Regions from separate parts of the Anser cygnoides genome. Here region 2 is linked to region 1. A link is a contact called in public Hi-C data. All regions are on one chromosome and are shown on one strand. Each heading gives the region's core, a stretch centred on a gene start, on an enhancer-like site or on the middle of the called end of the contact. The rest is flanking DNA. Distances are from core to core; before and after follow the strand shown. Region 1 has its middle 72 kb from the start of BCAT1. Region 2 overlaps LOC106045475 (solute carrier organic anion transporter family member 1C1-like).

The links. Hi-C and Micro-C count contacts between places; a contact is called where the count stands out from the background.
Region 2: a contact with region 1 is called in a Hi-C map of liver, with 11 times the contacts expected there. The contact joins two enhancer-like sites. A contact is called at or near these places in 2 of 7 Hi-C or Micro-C datasets (both in liver).

What each region holds. Positions count from the first base shown.
Region 1 is chr1:79,787,792-79,793,610 of Taihu_goose_T2T_genome, forward strand. No RefSeq gene overlaps it. Among named protein-coding and RNA genes, the nearest start is that of BCAT1, 72 kb to the right of the region's middle. Within about 2 kb of position 3,185, at least 1 of the 3 cell types and tissues checked has open chromatin away from gene starts, as enhancers often do. A contact at or near this core is called in liver, where this site is marked.
Region 2 is chr1:80,061,266-80,067,084 of Taihu_goose_T2T_genome, forward strand. It overlaps LOC106045475 (solute carrier organic anion transporter family member 1C1-like), which reads right to left. Exons shown (of 14, transcript XM_067000966.1): 2 at 3,431-3,573; 3 at 1,127-1,268; 4 at 907-1,039. Among named protein-coding and RNA genes, the nearest start is that of NOBOX, 94 kb to the right of the region's middle. Within about 2 kb of position 2,911, at least 1 of the 3 cell types and tissues checked has open chromatin away from gene starts, as enhancers often do. A contact at or near this core is called in liver, where this site is marked.

The sequences.
Region 1 (5,819 bases), core at 1,935-4,434:
ACATAAGAGCACAGTATATCAGACATGTTGTAAGCCAGCTTGGAGGTTGAGTATGTATAGCATGTCTAAAAACCCACTGCTACCTCACAGAGGCTTTACTGTTCTCTTTCACAGTGTTGTGTTTACTCAGATGAAGCTATTGCGAACAGAAAACATGCAGGGCTTTTTTATTTTTTTTTTTCCTTTTTTCTTTTAAGCATGAAAATCAATACCACTTCTTGCATCTTCTACTGTTTCCAGGGGAGCAAGAAGCTGCACATCTCTCTCGATGGACATCTTTCTTCAGAGAGGAAGAAAAATCCAGCCATACATTTTAAGTTAAAATAATAATTTGCCTGGAAAGTTAGAATTGTGATAAAGAGTTATTCCACCAGTGGAAATCAGAGGGGTCACAGCCTGTTTGCTGGAGAGAAGACAGGTTTTAGGCGTAAAGCTAAATGAAGAGAAGTTGGGAGCTCTGTGTTTTATCACGGAATGAATGTTCCTGCAGTTCAGGCATTTGAAAATCGGATTAACCTGGAAGAGCCAAAGCAGGAACAAGCTACAGACATGAACATAATAGATACTGACTGCTGGGGTTCCAGGGCAGATGTCAGCCCTTACTTGTGCAGTGGAGGCCATGGAAGAGTCTTTTTAGTAATAGGTGCTTCACTTTTTAAAAACAAACAAACAAACAAACAAACAAAAACAGCACTACCGAGTGAGTTCAAATAGCAAAAATAGTTCACTTGTGGGCAGAAAGGAAGAGGCCAAGCATGGGTATTACTTTCTATGTCTCAGCCATCTTACCTCATCTTGTACACCCAAAGACTATCTGGTCAACTAAATAAACGTGGTGCCAGAAGGCAGCTACAGAATAGCCTCCTTGTGAAGGGGACTCTCCTGCAGGTACAGAAAGCAGAGCCAGCCTGACCCCATTCTGCCCTGGCCAGGCAACAGTCCACAATGCTTGATTCTTCACTAACACACAAGCACCAAAGGGCTCTTGCAGCTATGAACTGCACATGCAGACAGGCAATTTTGGAGCAGAAAGGTCTTGGGTAAGTCACTGAACTGCAACTTAAGTCCATCTTTTCTCTCCTAAGCAACAGTAATGTGTTCTTCCTCCCCCCCCGCCCCAGATGGCTGTGGGGTTTCCTAGTTCTGTGGGCTTGGGTGAAGATCACAAAAATAAACACAGTAAATGTTTCAAGTCTCAACTGTGTGGATTCTTTTACTCTATCCTGGTTAATAACATAAAATAACTTTATGCTTGCAGAACAGCTGGTCCTCTATTAAGAAAACTATATATGCAAAAAAAAAAAAATGGCCACTGAACAAGTAGGCACAGAAAGACCTTCCTCTCACAACCTGCCCCCCTCCTCTGAGGTCCAAGTTATATTTGGTCTACATGAAAAACAGAAAAGGGCTTACATTTCAAGTGACCAAGCACCCTTTTGCAAAAACATAGCACTCTGCCTAGATGCCTCTTGTTGGTATAAATACTTTGCTTTTGAACACCCATAACCCCTTGGATCCAGAGCAGAGCATTTAGGTGATGCAAACTCTTCCAAGGTTAGTGAAAATGAACTGGATGTTTATTTGTTTAAACCAGATCTGTACCATAGACTGACAAGGCTTGGCATTATACAAGGTTTGGCCATGAATAAGCTTGGTTTTCTTGCATTTAAATGTCACTGTCAGCTGTAGGCAATGTTCCAACTTGTGAAGTTTCACTGAAACTGGAAGCAACACTAAGCTTGGCAGAAACGTGATTGTGAGGTTTAATTGAAAGAGTAAGCATGCTATTACAAATTAATGTGGAGAAGGCAGCCATGGTGGAATCTGTCTTCGGTTACATATGGCCCTCCATTGCTCATTGATCGTGCAGCTTGTTCTTCTGCATTTATCCTCACAGGAGTCTCTCAGCTTGCTGAGAACTATTACCCCATTTTACAGCTGGAAAATAGGAGCTAGGAGAGTTACCTGCTTTGCTCAAAGGCACTGAAAGTAACTGATGAAGGCTAACTGCAAATCTTCTCTTCCTTTTCAGATTGCTTATAATTTTCCCCTAATGAAAATCACTTATCTGATAAACTTATATTATGCACTGCAGAGGAAACCAAGAGAAGCAGCATCTTTTAAAAATAAATCGTTAAAAGCCAACAAGGTTTTAGCAATTTACTATAATTGCAGTTTGATTTTCAGTTTTCCCATGAAAGATCTCAAACTTATAATCTTAAGACTGAATGAAACAGTAATTGTTAAAATATACTCAGTTGATTACTGATGATCTGAGTCATAATTTTCCTTTTTCCCTGAAAAAATACTTTTTTTTTTTTAATGAAAACCATAGATTTTTCTGGCTACGAGCTTTACACAAACCAAAAATTACAAAATTATTTTTCCTGACAGCATTTGTTTTATCAGAGAGAAAGCAACAACAACAGTTAAAGCAGGTTAAACATCTCTACAGCAGAGGAATTCTGCCCGGACCTTCATAGATGACTTGATGATAGTCTCACTGGGTCAAACATTGCTGGCTCTTCCTCCTGTTGCTTAAACCATAGTAACAGATAATAAAGCCTTGCTCATGTTACTCTCTCTTTCCAGGAAGAAGTTACCGCAAAGAGGCTGCAAGTTCTGGCAGAGATCTATGCATGCTCAGAAAACAAAGTTTGTGTTTAAATATGTTCCTATCCTGTAAAATTTTGGGAATTTCCATAAAGCTTTTCCTGAACTTTGGCCTTATTGACGTCTGTCTTAGCTGCTGATTTGATGTTGTCCTAGTATTGAGAAAGCTTTCCAGTATTACACATATGCAAAAATGGGGAAAGAGTACAAATGTTCTTCTTTTTTTTTTTTTTTGTTGGAATGTGAAATGAAATGTGGAATAAGTTCTCATTTGTGTCTCATTTGCATGTAGCAGCATGTGGACTAACAAAGGGAATCCTTCCAATGGCCTCTGAGAGTTAAGCAGCTATAAGAGGTACAACCAAGCTCTTAAGTTTCCCCTTAGCAGAGGTAAGGAGTTGTAAGGTAGAAACACAGCAGCACTGATCTTTCAAAGACAGAGCACCCATCTAACCTAAAAGAAATCTACTGATTGGTTATGCTTCATATGCATAATGCCAGTAGCAGTTGCAAGGCTTTCATGCGTATACTGTTAAATAAAACTGCCTAGGCTGATACACTGTAGTCTGGTCTCTGAAGTAAAAATAAAATAAAATTATGCTTTGCCTCTTTGGAGGTCATATTGCACAAGGGTGAAAGTCGACAGCACTTAGGGTCTCACCAGATTCTTTCCATGACAGTGAAAAACAGGCAATGAGTTAGGTAATACTATCTCTTTACCTTGTTTATTTGTTAGAAAATAAACTCATATATCAGGAATATAATGGGACCAAACCACAAAAAGTTAGGTTCCTTATGCAGGAATCCTTGAATGTGCCATGTAAATAAACCTTACATTCCCCAAAATTTGATTGCTCCTTCAGAAAACAACAGACAATACTATGTTTCTCTGCTTTCTACTGTAACACACACACAGGCAACAAACTGTGTGATCTGAAACGCCCTTGGCACAGCCACCGATAAATCTGAAGATCTTCAGATTAATGACTCACCTGATAGCAGCTATTAGTACTTCCCAGCCCAACACTATCACCACTGGTAGATGAAGATACCAAAACAGAGCAGAGAAAATGCAATTTATCTCAGTAAAGCAATTTACCATAGATGAGTAACTCTTCTCTCACCTACACAATACCCATAATGACTTTGCAATCTTGCATAATGGAAGATTGCCACCACCTGATAACTAAGTAAATATTTTGATACAACAAGATCAGGACAGACAGGGTCTCTCCTCAACTGACATTGCCCCTTTTGGAGGGAGAACCCTCTGTAAAAAAACTGATTGGTTGCTGGGATTAGGAAGGATTTTTAACCTTGAATTTAGCTCAAGCACAACAGTTTTTCCTCAAGAACCATAAAAATATTCCACCTTGCAAGGGAATGGCAAAGGAAGCACGTGCTATGGGTGATACATACCGGATGATAATTGAGAGATGTCATTTTCCTGAAAGGAATAAAAGCAGCTGATAAACCACTCAGGTTTTCTGTTCTTTGCATGATGTAAGGACATAGTTTGTGGCAGACGAAGGCAGTGATGTTAAGTTTACAAGCACTTGGGAGAAAAATTAGTCTTAGCTGGTGGGATCCAGAGCAATGGGGTGGTCAGTGACCCATCCCAAGAGGTAAAAGATACTGGTAGCAGTAGCTGTGCTGTAGTCTGAGCTGTGGCATTTTTCTTACTTCACATTTTCAGGCACTGAGATTTACTAAAAAGATTTAAGCATTTTTCACTATCTTTATTCTAATCAGTTTTCAGCCATACCTTTATGATGAAGATACAAATTTTTTCAGACTTTCGTTTCTTTTCTAACCTGAGACCTAACAGTAAATCAAACATTACAGTCTTTGCTCTGGCACAAGGATTGCATGAGCTAAAGGAAGAAAAAAAATGGATACAGTATTCATTAATGACTTAAGCAAGGTCTGGTGCATATAAATTTAAGAGCCATAATAAAAGTGGCTTGCACCTGGGAGATACTCAAATCCTAACGTTTCATATGGATATGACTTCTTAACAGGCTTAGTCCCTTAAAAACTGCTACCATTAAAAGGGCAATCATACTCTTCCCACACATGGGCTCTGTGTATGTGTACGTCTTCCTTTCTGTGGTCAAATAATGATCTGGTCTCTCTTAGACTATTTTAGTGCCTTTACTGCCACAAGGGAAGAGTGGGGATCAAGCAGCAGGAAATAGGAAGAGCAAAGCCATTCTCTTCATTAGCAGCTCAGAACATGACAGTCACCTCAGTTAGGGTGTGAGACAGTACCAAATGAATAGAAAGATGTTTCCTCTGGCTTTGCTTGGTGTTGGTTTATGTACATTTCACTAAAAGGCAAGTGAGTCACAGTCTTTGTTTTCTTCTTAATTGTGCAACACCGGATGAATTTCATCCCTTTTAAAAATGAGAGTCAGTACAGCCCTACCTCTTGTATAGGTGATAGTGTCTCTGGTAGTGGCAGCCTCCTGGTATGTATTTACTTTGTATATCTACCCAGGACAGGTTTAGTCACCTCCCTCACACATACATTCCTGCAAAAGCACATGCTTCCATACTGCTATGCAGCTACAGCTGCACAGTCACCATCTAGACCAGGGCTCTACCTACACCTGTCTTCTGGCAGACCTAGAAGGATCATCAAATATCTTCTGTGTACAGATGAAAAACCTGTGTGCCAAGCATTTACAAAATGCCTGTATCATTGGTGTTATCATATCAGTATCAACCTGATCAGTCTTTTGTTCTAAAGACATTTTTTTGTAGACCATGAATATGCATACGTGCTTTAGACATGTAATTGTTATCTCAGTCAATCAGAATATAATTTAAAATATTTCATTATTAAGTCCCTTTGATATATAAAGTGTCTAAAATTAAAGGGCGGATGTATTTTACACAGTCTGTAGTTAGGACTGACCCATTTAAAACATTTGTTTTTCTGCTTATCCTTTAAAGTCAGGTATTTATCGCACAAACACAGAGTTTAGTTAGGATATTTTTCTTGTATAGGAATTCTCTTCAACTCCATCTAACAAACAAACAAGTTGGCTTATACTTTACATCATAGTAAAGAGTAAATGCCTATGTATTACTGAGTGTAAATTAACCAATGTTGAAACTTTGAAAATAATTGTTCCATGAGCAAGATATAAAAATTTAAATCATAAAACAAAAGTTGTCTAAAGTTGTTCTGAAATCACAAT
Region 2 (5,819 bases), core at 1,661-4,160, 270 kb after region 1:
CTGGCTCTGAAGCTGAAAGGCTGCTTTGTGTGAGCAGTTGCTACAGAACAGGGCAGAATCTGTTTCACAAATACACCATCTTACACAACAAGGTTCTGGTTTCCTCTTTCAAGGAGATGGATTTCTTCCAGTGAGAACTTCTGTAGGCTGATTTCTTCAATGAGTAATCTCTGGAGCCCTGATTTTACGTGAGAGTTACTTGTTACTATAAATAAAGTCAGATTTCAGGTAGAGATGTCTCCCAGTATAAGGCTATCAGCTCAGAGCTGGTTGAGGTCCTGCTCAAAACAGCACAAGTTTCAATCTTTTTTTTTTTTTTTTTCTGGAAATCATATAGGTGGTTTCTATATTGTGTGAATTCTGATAGGTATAGGAAATTGTGGTTCATAACAATTTGACTTTCCCAACTACGTTATCCTGACATCTCTGTTAGCAACCAGCAATACCACATTATTATATTACCACTGATTTTCTCAATAAGGTGTTCTTACAGTTAGCCATTCAGAAAGAGTATATAATTTAAGAAATAGTATCAGGGTAATAGCATGGTTGAAGACTTTCAAAGAACATGATTTTGTAAATGATTTTGTAAAAAAAAAAAAAAAAGTGTATTGATTTCGTAGAATCACTTTCTTCTCTGTCTCTTCTCTGAAGAAGTCTGACTGAAAATGAAAGCATATTGATTTTCATGTTTTTTCCAGAAATTGAACTTTTACTTCAGAAGAGCCATATTTTTTCAACCAGATATAATGAACAGTGGTGTGTGCAATTCATTGTATATTAAAGTGGGTGCTATAGGTCTTTGGAAATCTAAGTCTCAAAATGCACCAGCTTTCATTCAAAAATCAGAAAGCAATATCTAACTTCAGTGCTATGTTATTCAAATTAGTCTTGATAAGTACTTACTATCCCATGAAGAAATGAGGCATTGCTGTTAAAAGACTCCCCAAAGCCATAGTAAAGCATCCAACAGCAATGACTTTGGGCCTGTGAAGTTTAGCTCCAAAGTAGCTTACAAATGCAATCACCAGCAAATTACCTAGAAAGTAATGAACCAAAATTAATGCCAGATGTTATATCTCATAGTTCTCTAAACAGTTTGCTGCATGTTACAGAATATTATTACCCATCTCAAAGCTCCCATCGATGAAACCAACAGTAGAGGATGGAAGGTCAAACCTTCGTTCAATCTGTGTGACGGAACTTTTCATAATTGTACCAGACAATGCTTTACTGAAGTAGCTGAACGATAAAGCAGCGAGAAACATCTGAGGGAAGATTAAGACAAAAAAAATGGGAAGTAGGGACAGGAAAACCGGTCAAATAGAGATCAAAATATTTTTAAAACTGTGCAGAACAAGCATCATGGTGTTCATTTGTTACTCAAATTACAGTGAAAACATTGTGTGTGAATTTTCTTGTACCCTAGTTATGAGAGAGTGGCGCCAGGGTGGACTCAATGATGTTTGCTCCCTGCTTAGGTTCTCCCCACAGGAAAGGGCTGGTGGTGGGTGCTGCACTGAAAGCAGCCACTTGCTTTATTCACGTTCAGGGTTGCAATGGCTGTCTTAATGATCAGACAGCCTGATCTTCCCTGCCTTGCTGGTCATAGGTATTCCAGAGCAGGAATCCTGTGGACTCTAGAACTTAAATTTGGCAGACAACTCACTGGGGACTGTTTACCTTACTGGCATCCTGTGGTTAAATTTATCAAAAAGCTGAGGCCCATGTTGGGCAATCAAAATGGTTAGATTTCTAAATATCACAGAAATGTAAAAATTTGACACAGGTGAAATACCTCATCAAGATAGATTTAATGGAACTAGTCCAACCTAAAATTAATCTTAGCTCCAATTATCTTCTGCTTGGGCCACATGTCACTTACTTTATCTCAGTTCATAACTGGTTCTAACTCAAACATATAGCTAGCCATGACACCAAAATAAAGGCTTTATGCAAGTTTTCGTGGTATCCTAGTATGTGGAAGGCAGTACAGGCTTATTTGAGTTCCTCTCTGTCTAAAATATATTTTGAAATATGTGAATCATGTCTGTATTGCTTCTGTATCATATATTTCATAAAGGGAAGCTTGAAATTCTTAGTAATTTCATAGTTACTTCCACTAACACACATTGTGGTTTTTGCAAATAAAGGTGTATTTGAAAACAAGTTAAACTAAGTTTGTTTAAATATTATCTAACTATTTCAACATAATCTAAAAACAAATAGACTTATTGCTCAGTGGGTAAAAGTTCCAATACACCACAACTTTGGGTAAGTAAACAAAAGTAAATATAGGTTCAGACTTTGCAATTCTATCTACTGTAAGTAATGAAGTCAAGCACATGCTTGAAAATAGGTACTTTTCTTTTGGTCAAGGAATGAAGACAAAATCACATGAGTGCAGGCTTTTGTCCTGATCTGTTTTGGATTTCCTGAGCTCAACTGGCAAAAAAGTGTGTGAGAACCACCTTTTCTGCCTTATACCAGCAGTGGTCTCAGAGGTTTTGGCTGGAACTGCAAACTGCCGATAAGCATGAAAACACAAACAAAAATGACTTAGATATTTTGTGTTTGAAAATGCAGTCCCCATGTAAACCCTAAAATATTTGACAGGAAGGTGAGGTAGAAGAACAGTTTGTCTTTTGTTACCTCCAAGGTATTATCTCTATTAAACTCTAATTGCCATAAAGTCAGTCACAGGAACATGCAGATATAGATCCACATGCTTGAAGCATTGCCCATGTATATGATGGTAAAGTTAGTCCTGTGAGTCTCCCAGAGAGCTCAGATTCTATTTTTGCAGGTGTATTTTTTTGCAGATGTGAGTCAGATAAAAGAAGAAATATAACAAACTTTGCCTGGTACTTGAGCCAAACCACTCTGGGTGTTTGAGAAGTTTACAAATGCCTATATTTTTCAAATAATCTTTTATTTGTACCTGAGCCACAAGCAATAAATACTAAAGTCTTTAACATGAAAGCAAAATTCTCACTAGCTTACCAGCTTTGTTCAGTCTGTTGTTCCTGTGTTCTCCTGAAAGTGTGAATGCTTGCATGAATCAATGGATTAGATGAAGTCCTGGAATATGATTCATATCACCTCATTTTAGCTCTAAAAATGGGTGTTGATAACAACTCCAGACGTCAATGTATTGTAGCTACCTGTTTTAGGATATTTCAAGTCTTCCATTGGAGACTACCTGTCTTCAGTGACCAAAATGGGAACCTAACTATAAGTAATTTAACAGTAAATGTTAGATTAGGATTTTTTAAATTATTTTTTATTTTTAGGGAAAGTTAGATAAGATCCAGCCCTTCCCTGCGTCTGCAGTGTGTATTTGTTTCCAAAAAAGACAGGGGGAACAAGAAGTAAGTAAACTATAATGTCAAACCTTGAATGAGATTTCTTAACATGATAAGAACCAAACCTTCAATCCCGTGCAACACGTAGTCTTCTTTCTGACTGGTAGATTTTTGTTTGCTTCATCATCCAAAAGCTGGACAGGCTCTGCTTCCTGATTTGAGTCATCAACATTGCTGGATTCAGTTTCCACTGTCATGGTTGATTTGTCTGCTCAGTGATGTGAACCCAAGAGAAAATAGTAGATATAAAAATACATATGTCAAAATAGAGTTGTTTGATAATTTTTCTAATGAAACAGTAGTTACGAGAAAACACAGAGATGATGAAACTGAATCTTTCCACTGGAAAGGTTTGGCTCAATGACTTAGATCTTTAAAAGCATACACCTGTTTAAATTTTGAAGTATCTTGTTTTGACATCTTTCTTTTAAAGTGAAATGCTTCTTCACTCTCTCCACTGCCCCCACCCCTCACCCTACTTTTTTTCTGTCTATAGTGATTTTAATGCTAAAAAGACTATTTCTACAGAAGAGTAAAAGAAAAAGTCTCTGTCCAAAAGTGAATTAGAGGGGTCAATATAGTATCAGCAGTGAAGCACAGGGAGTACTAGAGAAGCTCTGACTTTGTGGGTCAAGTGGTTTAGGACTCAATCAGCATTTTGGAAAGACGTGTAATAACACTGTGCCATTCAACTTGTCCTTTTGCACTGACTTGTTGGAAACAACTCTTGATGACAAAATAATAAATTATTTTATCTACCTGACCTCTTTTAAGGAGCTTATATGTTTTTTCTTCTTGCAGTATACAGGGTGTCCTTAGTCCCCTTCTGTCCACAGAGTGCTATCTATATTCCCTGACACGTGGAGTCCTCTGCAAGTCAGGATTTAAGCAGAACTGCTCCAGTTCCCCCAGGAAGACAACACCTAGTATCCAAAGAGGACCGATCATTTCCTCCTTTGAAATAATACGTTTTTTGTTGAAAGACTAGTTGCATGATTAAGTTGGATTTGGTTTTAGTTCAATGAATGTTACATACTTTAGCTTTTTCTTTCCTTTTTTTTTTTTCAGTTTCTTAATCTTTATATTTGAGAGATGGGTAAGCAATTATACAGAAAAATATTTCAGTGAAATGCTGTAAGGAAAGTCTACGTATATACTTGCAAAGTTTATTCAAAGAAGTAAAACACTTGCCCGTTTGTGCAACTCCAACTACAAACAGAACAGATTTCTGAAGGAAGATCCAGATGACACTGCGGAGCCCCTCGGAAAAAAAATGGATCAGTTGAAACAAAGATTTCTTCAGATCCTGTAGATCTTGACACACAGGGGAGATAGGAGTATTGGCACTAACGACCCCAAATCATAGCTCACAGGAACTGATTTATTTCACCTTTCACAGCACTCTCCTCATTTCAGAAAAGAGTGAGAAGGATAGAAAGAGAGGGGAGGAAACTCATACAAAGAGAGGCTTTCCATGCTTGAACGGAGTTGAAAAAAGTTGGATGAACTTTTCTAGTGCTGGAATAAGTCCATCTGCATCTGCAAATTGCTTTGCTACAGGCCATATGGCAGAGTAACTCTTGTCAGAGCATTTAAAGAGTAGGCATTGCTCTAGTGCATGATGGTGAAAAATGTTTTTCTTCACTCAGATGGAACAGGGTTAACACATAAGGATGTTTAAAAAAAAGTACACAAAAAAAGAGATTTAAATAATTTTCTTGTGATTAAGTTAATGAGCACGTTCTTTAGATACTAATGCTGGCAGAAACAATACCTTTCCTTTCCCATTGCTTCCCACACTCTTCACTCATGAAAGTACCACTGCTTCTGTGGCTGTGCTGTAAATCTGGGTCAGAACACAGATCCACGAAAAATAAAAAATAAAATAAAAATAAAAATCCTTCCTCAGACAGATAGGAACAAGAAGAAGAGGAAAGGATATTTCCTCATGTCTGCAAAACTACCAAAATAAATGCTTGTGAAATGAGATTTTTAGCACTCAGGGAGTCAGTACTTATAAGCACATCATCCTCTGAAATTTGACTGTCCCTATGTAATGTGAAGGTATTAGCTTCTCCCTGTTGTAAGGATACACAAAGGACTACAGTAAGATGCTGGGAAAACATGTCATTGCAGGTAACAGACCTACAGAATTTGCAGTTTTTAGAGTGTTTGAAGGTAGAATCTGAATATAAGGAGAGAAGACGTGAAGGGAGAGACGTGGATAGAAATAAGAGGTAAAGTAGAGAAAAGACAAAGGCAGTTAGGTATCCAGAACTGTAACTGAAGAAGTTCAGCAGGGCATCCTGGTAAATATTTCTAAGAGAGATTGTGAAGGCACAAAAAAGGAGAACAGTCATATTGAAAGTAGGAGCAGTAAGTATCAAAGGAAAGGTTAAGAAGTTAGAGGTAAACAGTGAAAAAGGCAGCCAGAGGTAGAGGTTAGGGTATCAA